Linked DNA regions of Mus musculus: region 2 is linked to region 1. The links are chromatin contacts, called in public promoter capture Hi-C maps. All regions are on one chromosome and are shown on one strand. Each heading gives the region's core, a stretch centred on a gene start, on an enhancer-like site or on the middle of the called end of the contact. The rest is flanking DNA. Distances are from core to core; before and after follow the strand shown.

The links. Promoter capture Hi-C pulls out the DNA fragments that hold promoters and counts their contacts.
Region 2: a contact with region 1 is called in a promoter capture Hi-C map of hippocampal neurons, with 1.9 times the contacts expected there. The contact joins two enhancer-like sites.

What each region holds. Positions count from the first base shown.
Region 1 is chr2:3,166,941-3,171,850 of GRCm38.p6, forward strand. All of the region lies in intron 1 of Fam171a1 (family with sequence similarity 171, member A1), which reads left to right. Among named protein-coding and RNA genes, the nearest start is that of Fam171a1, 51 kb to the left of the region's middle. Within about 2 kb of position 2,306, at least 22 of the 459 cell types and tissues checked have an H3K27ac peak or open chromatin away from gene starts, as enhancers often do. A contact at or near this core is called in hippocampal neurons, where this site is marked.
Region 2 is chr2:3,736,680-3,741,589 of GRCm38.p6, forward strand. The region is part of intron 1 of Fam107b (family with sequence similarity 107, member B); the gene reads left to right. Among named protein-coding and RNA genes, the nearest start is that of Fam107b, 26 kb to the left of the region's middle. Within about 2 kb of position 2,977, at least 62 of the 459 cell types and tissues checked have an H3K27ac peak or open chromatin away from gene starts, as enhancers often do. A contact at or near this core is called in hippocampal neurons, where this site is marked.

The DNA of each region.
Region 1 (4,910 bases), core at 1,056-3,555:
AAAGAGGATCGGTGCTTAAACATGAAATACTTACCAGGACTCACAGAAGACAAGCCTCTGATTCTACTTCTTTCTGGCATCTCATGGGAAAGACTGGACCTCTGTGGAACACTCTAGAACAGCACGTTAAACCAGTGAAACAGAACGTCCGGCCCATGGGAGGGAGGGAGTGCAGCATGAGCAGAGGCCATGATGGAAGACCCAGCTTGGCCATTGCCAACCAGGATTATTAAGAATCTGAAAACCCGTCAGTGAAAGAACATTGCTTGGGATGTGGAGCCTTCACATCCGTGTTTCCCTCTGGCTCTCATTCACCTCCTCAGGCCCCAGCCTCTTCCCTGCCTTGCTACATAGTGGATGGGATGCTTTGTGTAACTGTCAGAGACTCTCTAGAGCCGAGGAGCCTAGCCTTCCTGGAGTCGAGTTCCCTCTCCCGGCACGATTCTATAGCTGCTGGGAGAAGAGATGACAGACCATTTACTGATCATGGTAGAAACCATCATCAGCATCCCTGCCCCAGTGTCCTGAGCCCTACCTTCCGAAGCAGCTCAGAGCAGCCAAGATGTGCACTCTGTGCACACAGTGAGGTGCTTTATATGTCAGGAACCCAAATCTTTCCTAGTGGGCAGTGAGCTGGCCTGCCCTTTGCTGTAGCAGGAGGCATTAGATCTGCCTCGCCTGGTTGTTCACTAACAAATATCCTTAAAAGATAACCTGGGACCCAACATTATTACTCTGAAGTAGAGTACTTCCTGGTGTGTAAAGGACCCTGGGTTCACCCCTAGCCCTGCAAAAGCTGGAAGATAAGGGTAGCTCGGCCCAGGACATTCCATGCCTTGCACACGAGCTGTGCAGAAATAGATGAGGCATGCTGTGTTATCACTATTATGTGTGAGAGGAAGATACAAAATCACCAAGGTACGGCCAACTCCTCATTAGAACCTGTCCAGAGGTCTCTTGGGATCTTTTAGGTTCTTTCATGTGCTATCTTAGCAGTCAAATAATCAGAGATCAGATGATTATAAAAATGTCTAATATGTGTCTCACTCTATGAGAAGTACCTCACACTGGTACCTCTCAGTAGCCGAGAGATTAGGAGCAGAGACATCGCCTATTTCTTATACAGGAGAAAAAATTCTACTTTGAAACTGTACGTTGTAAGTGGCAGAGCTGACACTAAATTCAGGCTGCCAGAGCCCAAAGCTCTGTACCCAAGAAGTACACTCTCTCAACTTCCATTTTTCTGTGACTAAGAAGCTGACAGTGTGGTAGCACTAGTAGTGGCAGTGCTGGTGGGTCATGATGCTAGTGGGGGTGGGTACCAATAGGGGGAGTTCGAATGGTGGTGATAGTGATGGTGAAGGGTTAATAGCGGATGACAGCGAGAGCAGTAGTGGTTGTGGTAAAGGTGATGGTTTTTAGACTGTTTCACAGGTAAGATTAGTAGGGTGCTTGCCATGTAGTGACATCAGGAAGAGTCTACTATCAGATGTGATATAAATATTGTTACCCGTCAGTCTTCCAGCAAAACCTACAATCTCTTCAAGGCAGTTGACATTGCTATTTTATGAACAAAGAGTGGTGGATTGGCAGAGGCTGTAAATGCCAGTTGTGGTAGTGTATCCTGGTAGGATTTGCTGAAGGAGGCAGAGGAAGGAGGATCATGAGTTCGAGGCCAGCCTGGGCTACACAGAGGCTGTAAACGTTTCAAGACCTGATTGAGTTAGCAGCATCGAATCCCTTCCCATACTGCTTTGCCACAAAATGGACACTCCAAAAATGTTCCTAAATAGACACTGATGTGGCTTGGAATGTCGGCTCCGTCTGGATCGTGCTTCGCAATGAAACAGCTCAGTGTAGCTTGTTAAATAGCTCCCTTTCTTTGAGAGATAAGCTCATATGTGTAACTTAATCGCCACATTGATTAAACTTGAGCTTCTGAGGGCGCCTTCATCTGTCTCTTGTACTATTTCAAGTGCCAGGGAGTCTCACACACTCGAGCCGTTCACAGCCTTCCAGCAGCCTCTTCCGCTGGCCCTTTCTTTCCCATTTTCTTTAATTCTCAAAGTAATTAATGAATCCAATTCCTCCCAGTTGCCTCCCGTTTAGCGCTTGTATGTGCTGAGCCTCTTCCCATGGGGAGATATGATTTGCTAAAATAACCATTATCATTCTCTTCAAATCTCAAGGCTTTGTGCAAAATAAATGCTATACAGTTTTGCTCTTACTGTATCCCTAGACCCCCTCTCCCCAGAGAAATGGTATAGGTGGAGCTGGAAATATGCACACACAATTTTTCCCCTACCCAGGTTGCCTTGGTAACCACTGCACTAGCATCTTCCAACAGATGTCTGAAGCTTGGCTGAGGTGTGTACGCTAGTTTTCCAGACATGTTTACCGTCGCTCATTAACTTAGGCATCCCCAGCATCTTCCATATCTGCATGACAGGAATCTGTGCCTTCCTGGGCATTTTTAAACACCAGTGAAGCAGCAGTACCTTAAAGCTGTGTCTGTTTGTCACCATATTGTGTCACTGTCCTTCTCGTGTTCAGTTATACGGTGAGCTTGTGAGCTCAGTGAACACATCTCATGTTTGCACTGCTGTGTAATTACCATTATCTATCGTACAGTGTCTGACAACAATGAGACTATTGCTAGACCTGTGAATATCCATCAGCCTCTATGGACAAGTTCTGTGAAGCTTGGACTGACCATGACTTTTTTCCTCTTTAACCATATTTACTATGTTTTATATCATTAGCTGTTTTAATTATTCTTTGGACAAGCCACATTATCTTTTTGCTGAGTAAGTCCTTAAGTGGTTCCTGATAGTACATGCAGAAGGCTGGGGTCGGATCAGTCTAGTTTGCTGTATAACTGATGAGATAGCTTATTTAGGTGAGATCATAGGAACATGATGTCTTTAATTTTTCCCATGAGCATGTGGTTATGCACGTAAATTATGCAAGTCCAGCAGTAGCTTTCAAAAGACCCTGAGATGTTTAGCTCAGGAACACCTTGGCTAGCTGCAAGAATCCAGCTATCCTAAATTTGCTCTGATGGCAGAAGGCACATGCTGAAGCAGCCCCAACAATCTTCCTTTTTATCATGCAGCATAACAGAGTGTGGATGACGGCTTACCTCAGAGTGAATGGACGGACTTTACAGGAGCCTTAGCCAGAACTTACGGGAGGGTGTTGATATTTTTCTGTTTCTATTATAGTGTGCTTCAAGTGAAAGTTATCCTGACACTTGAAAAATACAAAAGTAGGGATATGTGTGTGTGTGTGTGTGTGTGTGTGTGTGTGTGTGTGTGTGTGTGTGTTTCTGTGCCTGTGTTTGTGTGAGAGAGAGAGAGACACAAAGACAGAGAGAGACATATTCCTTTAACTGATGTATTTTTATAAATGTTTGGTATTCTACATCTCAACATTCTGACAAGTGGGTTAGAAATTCCTGCTCATTGGATACTCATCAGTTTGTGCTTCAAACAGGTTATGGACATATAGACAAAGGGGTAAAAGAATACACTGATTGGTTGCCCTGAGATCTTCTGGCCAAGCCAGAAGTGTGTGCATAGGAGACACAGAGAGCTCGAGAGGTTGAGGGAAGAGAGCACATCGTGTGCAGAGCCTGTCAAGACTGTGATGGGAGTAAGATGCTCTAAGAATGTGCGAGGAACCCTCACTGGCTCCCTGAACAGAGCTCTTCTCTTTGTTTCCCAAGCTGAAGCTGCTGTGTCTACCACATTGCAAGCTGAAGCTGCTGTGTCGACCACATTGCCTTCTCTCCCCGAGCTGCTGTGCGCGAGTCAGCTGGCTGGGGTGGTAGACCATTAAATGGTGCGCAGAATGGCGGTCTGTGTTCCCAAGGGCCGTTGTTGCAAACTTATCTTCTCCATGCTGCTCCAGTGGGTAGAAAGGAAGCCAGATACTGGTATAGAGATTGCAATACCCTAGTGAACACTAAGCAATGCTTTTAAGAATAAACTGAGCAGAGGTAGGAGTTCCTTATCACACATGACCTCAGATCAACAGAGAGGTTTGCAGAGGCTCTTTGTACCATCGACAGTGACAGGTGCTACCTGGAGAATAGCTGGAGAGGGCTGACTAGGGGTTTCTAGGGCCCTGCACTGAAGTGTGCCTGCACTGTCCATACTCTGTGGGGGGCCAGTACAGGGGTCTGACCTCTGCACTCACCAAGGTGAGTATTCCTTTTAGAATCAGACACAAGAATTGCCAAGTGCCATAATAAGGCTGGGAAGGGAATCCAAGAGCATACAAGTTATAGCAGATAATCATTAAGCTATGTGAAATGTTACTATCCTTCTTCGGTTTATATATGACACAATAATCTCTTTTTGAGGCAAGGAATTTTTATGTAGCTCAAACTTGTCTTGATCTCATATAGTTATTGTTACAGGTGTACACTAATTATACTAATTAATTAATACTCTAACACATAATCTAGTATAAAGTATATAATAGGTCTATAAAATATATGTGTAATTTTTACTGGACTTCATTCTCTCAGATTTGAAAACTTTAAATGATCTATTTAAGAAATAAAAGTAAATAATAGAAGATGCATGTACCCCATATGAAAGATAAATAAATTATGGGAATACAAGTGACAAAGTACATCTTAATTTTATCAGATCATTAAGTCAAGTAAGCCTTTTGTGTTTGTGAAAGAGATAAGACAGCCTGGTAGAAAGCTGTCCTGCACTTAGAAGGCCTTCTCCAGCCTGCTTTTCCTGGCTATCTAGTGACAGAGATTCAAACCACACACTGCTGTGCTGAGACCCAAGTAACAGAAGCACACATATCTTAGATAAAAGAAGAGCAAGGGTCTGGTAAAACTCTCGTTTTAGACAATGTTTTAAGTGACTAAATGATCTTTTACCATT
Region 2 (4,910 bases), core at 1,727-4,226, 570 kb after region 1:
CTCATCTCTCAGCAACTCTGAGACGGGTTCCGCGCCCCAGTGAAGACTTGTCATATTTATAAACCATTATTATTTCAGAATCATCAAAGGAAATGTGTAGCGATGGCAGGGAAGCAGCTTGCTTATTCTGGAATTTTCTTCACTGTATTTTTAACATTGAAGAAATTACTAGGAAAGCTTTGGCAAAGTGAAGACAGATGCGCAAAGATGAGACTGAGTTCGTGGACTGCGTTAAACTCCTGAGTGGGGCAGTATCTGTATGACATGGGACAAGCCGGTTACCCTCTGGAGTGTCTTGAGGGAAGCTGGGGGGGATGCTTCACATTAACAAAAGCTTTAGATTTAGAAATGGAGACTTTATCATTTTACTCTGTGACTGCTCCTTACTTTATTCAATTTTAGCATAGATGTCAGCTTTAGGACTATCCAGTTGGGAAGAATTTTGACTAGGAGCCATTCTTAAATGAGTGTACCTCTTTCAAAAAAAAATGGTTTTAATTAACTGTACTTCCTGACCTGCTGTGGTCACAGAAATCTTAACTGTCCAAAGATGTTTAGGAGACAAAGTGGCTCATTTTCTTCCGGAGTGTTATGTGAATAGAAGGCTGTGGATTACCAGTATACATTTTCTTTTCTTGAAAAGCAAGTTCCTTTTTACCCAGCAGGGTCAGTGTGGATGTGTGCTTTGATAAGCACAGGTTATAGCCCGAGTTTAAAGGACTCTATATCTGGGTTCAAGCAGAAATCATGCCGCTGCCATACTGTGAGCTGAAGGGCAAACACAGTAGGCAGCATACATTTCGGAAAGAAAATACTTTCTAAAAAGTTATATAGTTTTAAACATTTGATTTTTTATTTATGTTTATATGTGCATGTGTCTGTGTGAGTATTTGTCATGTGTGGTGCCCCTGGAGCCACAAGAGGATGCCATATCTTCCAGAGTTATAGATGGTTGTGAGCCTCCCGCCACCCCCAGTATGGCTGCTAGGAGCAGAGCTGGGGTCCTCTTCTTCTCCTCCATCCCTGGCTACCACTGTTCTGTCTTCTTTATAAATGTGACCACATGAAGGGCTTTGCATTAGTGCAGTGGTACAATATTTGTTTTTCATCTTACTGCACCGAGTCTGTTGTTCTGAAGTTTCGTCCAGGTCATAGCACGGGTCAGATGTTTTCTTTTTCTGGGTGAATGATTTCCCATTGTATGCAGATAGCTCATTTTGCTTGTCCATTTACCTGGAGCTGGATATTTTTGCAAGGTGTGTTAGCAATCTACTTTAAGACACAAATGCAGGAGAAAATGGGTGACATAACCACTAGTATATTATGACACATAGATGTGGGTCTGGGTTAGGACCTGTTGTTTTCGAGGGGGGTTGGGAATGGATCTTGCTGCCTTTGCCTCCTGTGCACTGGGATTACAGGTACATGCCAGCACTCATGGCTGGAGTCCCGGGGTAAAATGCTTCCTTACCATCAGGGATTGACTGGGAAGTGTGCATCTGTGTGACCTGCTCCTGTGGCTGCTGTTTGCCTGGTGTCTCAGGTGCCACACAACAATTTTTTTCTGAGTTTTTATGCTTTGTAGTGAGGCTTAGTACAGGGTGATATAAACACCCAATATAGAAAATCTAGAAGCTCTGGCTCCTACCTCGTTCTATGAAAGAAGCTGTGTTCCATGAAAGAGGCTGTGTCCAATTCTTTATTGATTCTTTTGGATAATTTACTTTTATGAACAGCTTACGGCAAAGGCCAACAAAATCTGTTTTCATGAAAGGCCACCAGGAAGCTGCATTGTGAGTATAGGATGTCATATTTCCTTTCCTGCTGTGCACAGATGGGGTGCAGAGTAATGTAGACTAGTCTGATCTCTGGGATAAAATGGATCTGGACGCAGACTTCCTGCTACCGGCTGGTTGTGACCAGATATGCACAAATTAGAAAGCAATTTCTTTTCTTCTTGCAGAATTTAAAGGACCATAGGTGACTTGTGTTAAAAGTAAAGATACATTGGGGAAATATATGATGTAATATTATTAAAGTATCACATAATCTATTTCTTTTGTTTCATGTAAATTTACGGATATAGTTACATACGGCTTTTCCTGTGGGTTTAATAAGTGATTTATTTGTGGTCCTTATGTTTTTCCTTCTATCTCCCGTGTTGGTCAGTTTTGAATCACTATATCACAGTCTGTTAATTTGATTTACTGCAAAGAGTAAGGCCTTTGTCGTCATGCCAACTACTATCCCCCGAGCGCACGCACGCACGCACGCACGCACACACACATCTCCTACCAACCCAACACTAGTCTGTGGGTTCTCCTCAGAATGGGCAGATAGCAAAAGCAACAAAAACCATGGCTTGCTTTTGAGATACTGAGTAAGTTTTATGTACCATGCGTTTATAACAAGTGGTTCATTCTTACAGAGTCAGTCAGGAGTACTTACATTAGGATGCCTAAGGAAATTTTACCCAGCCATTTGTTATATACCAGATAAAAGACTTTTGGGGGAAGGGTTATAATTCAATTGTGTGGGTTGGCAGGGGAGTTGAGTGAATGTGATTGAATTCTGTTCTCAGTGAACTGGGTTTTTAAATTTTGTTTTGTTTTTCTACTTTATTATTATTTTTAACAAGCACACTGAAACTGAAATTTGCTAGCCATGTCTTGCAGGTTTTGTAACACCTTTCACATTGGCAGCTGTGCAGTGCGTGCTGTGTGGAGGAGGCTGACGTACAGAAGGAGGCACAGATCATTGGCGCAGTTGCTCTTTAAAACCCCACATGTCCAGTGATAAACTTGGGAGGAATAGGAGAGAATCACACAGGAGCCAGGCAGCATTGTTTGCAGTTTCTAGGGTCTCTAATGGAACTCTGAATCCCACAGTGCACTGTGAGAGCGAGCAGCATCCTTGGGCATGCGTGGTGACTGTCCTAGTGTTGGGTTGGTAGGAGATATAGCTCAAGTCTAGTCTTCTCCTTGTGATTGGATCCACAGGAAGATCTACATTTTTAAGTGAGCTGTGATGTCATGAGCACACCATAAGGCATGCATTTCTGATTTGCCCCGGAGCCTGTGCACTTTATAATGTCAGGGTGATATTGCAAGGCAGATCTGAAGAGCCTTCTGTAGTTGGGCAGAGTGTTTATAGGTAGTCAGGAGTGATTGATTCAGCATGTGCCAGATGGTGAAGCAGTGTGAATGTTGGCTGAGGGTGGCATCCATCCAGGACTGTGAGGAGGTCTGACTTTTAGCTACAAGGCGTATTGTCACAGAGTGAGGGAGCTGCTTCATCAAGAACAAATGTTTGCTTTTGTAACTAGGTTTCAATTAACTGACAATGAGGCTATTTACTTTCCAATAGAGATGAGGTTTGCGCATCTGACTGAACTTTTCTTGTAGTGATGGGGATGGTGCATGTATGCTCTGGGTCTCCAAGGATAGTAGCTGCTCTTGGCTTGGGGACAGTTTGGTTTGCTTCATTTGTTCTGGTCTTGTGTTGTAGAGTTTCTGCCTTCTGAGACCTGTATTTGTCGCTCTTCTTGGTTTCCAGTGGCAGAGTGTTCCTTCAAGGTGTCAGGTCCTTGTTCTGAGTGCCTTTCTACGTCACTGTCTTGGCTTGTCCTGTGTGCTCTTCTATTCTGTGTTCATGCTTTCTCTGTTCTTGCTCCATGCCCACTTCTGTTCCTGTCCTGTGGTCAGCCAGCTCTTACCCCACCTCTGTACGCTCTGCTTTTTGGCAGCCTGCAGCCTAGGAGAGAATACCGTGTCTCTCACACCTAGAGGCCTTTGGTCTGAAAACAGGAAATGGAGACCCTGCCCTGTAGTCAGTCTTCTGTCTCTGGCTCCCTAGAGGCTGACCTTAGCCATATGTCTTGTTAGCCCTGGTCCTCAGTCAGCATGAACTGGGGACAGAAGCCCCAGTTTGGTTGTGACTGGGGTGGCTCTGGTATAGTGAGTCTGTGACCTGAAGACTTACTTGCACAGGACATGTGACTTTCAGAACTCACATCAAGATGAGTGGGACACCCTTCTCTCTAGGATGCCGCTCCAGGGATCACTGCTCTAGGTCTTGTTAGTAACAACTGCTTCTGGTCCAAACTTCTGAGATCTCACTGTTGGATGGAATTTTCTGGGCTCCCTTTAGGAAGGGTGAGTCCAGGCTGTGCTGGACTCCCTCATAAGCCTCCTGCTGTCCTCTGCTGCTGCTCTCTCCCATGCGTTGGCTCTGCTGTATCGAATGCCCCCCAATGGACACCCTGGCATCCCTTCCATCCTCATCCTCACCACCTGCTCCTGTCCGTAGATGGCTGAGCCCAGCCAGAGAAAGTCACTCTGTAACTGAGAAATCCCCCCACCCCCCCCACTCCTCCACCCCCCCACCCCCCCATCCCCCATCCCCTCCCCACCCCCCCACCCCCCCACCCCCGCTTCGGAGGGCCTCAGGGCAGCCTGGAAATGGAACCCTTTCCTCCTTGGCCCACGCTCTGCACAGTGACTTTGAATGTTTTCTATGCTTCCCCCCCCCCCCCCGTTAATTTATTAATTCATTTTCAAACCTGGTCACCACCCCCTCCTCCTCCTAGTCACACCGTCACATGAATTCTGGAGTTTCGCTCTCACATCTCATTCCCATTTCATTCTCTAGTCAGTAATCCTCCCACCACACACAAGTCAGACAGGTAAATGCTGATATTGCCGGTTCTTCCTGCTGACCTTAGATACTTCTGCCTGCTGCTGGACCCCACCCTCAATTTGCATACTTTCTGTTCATAGTTGAAGAACAGTCCCTCTTAATTCCTACAAATCACACCACTAGCCTATTTTTATATCCTCATTTGTCAAAATATGAATGTGTTTAATAACATGCTGATGTCTGTTTTATATACCCTTCTGTGTTTTCCAATT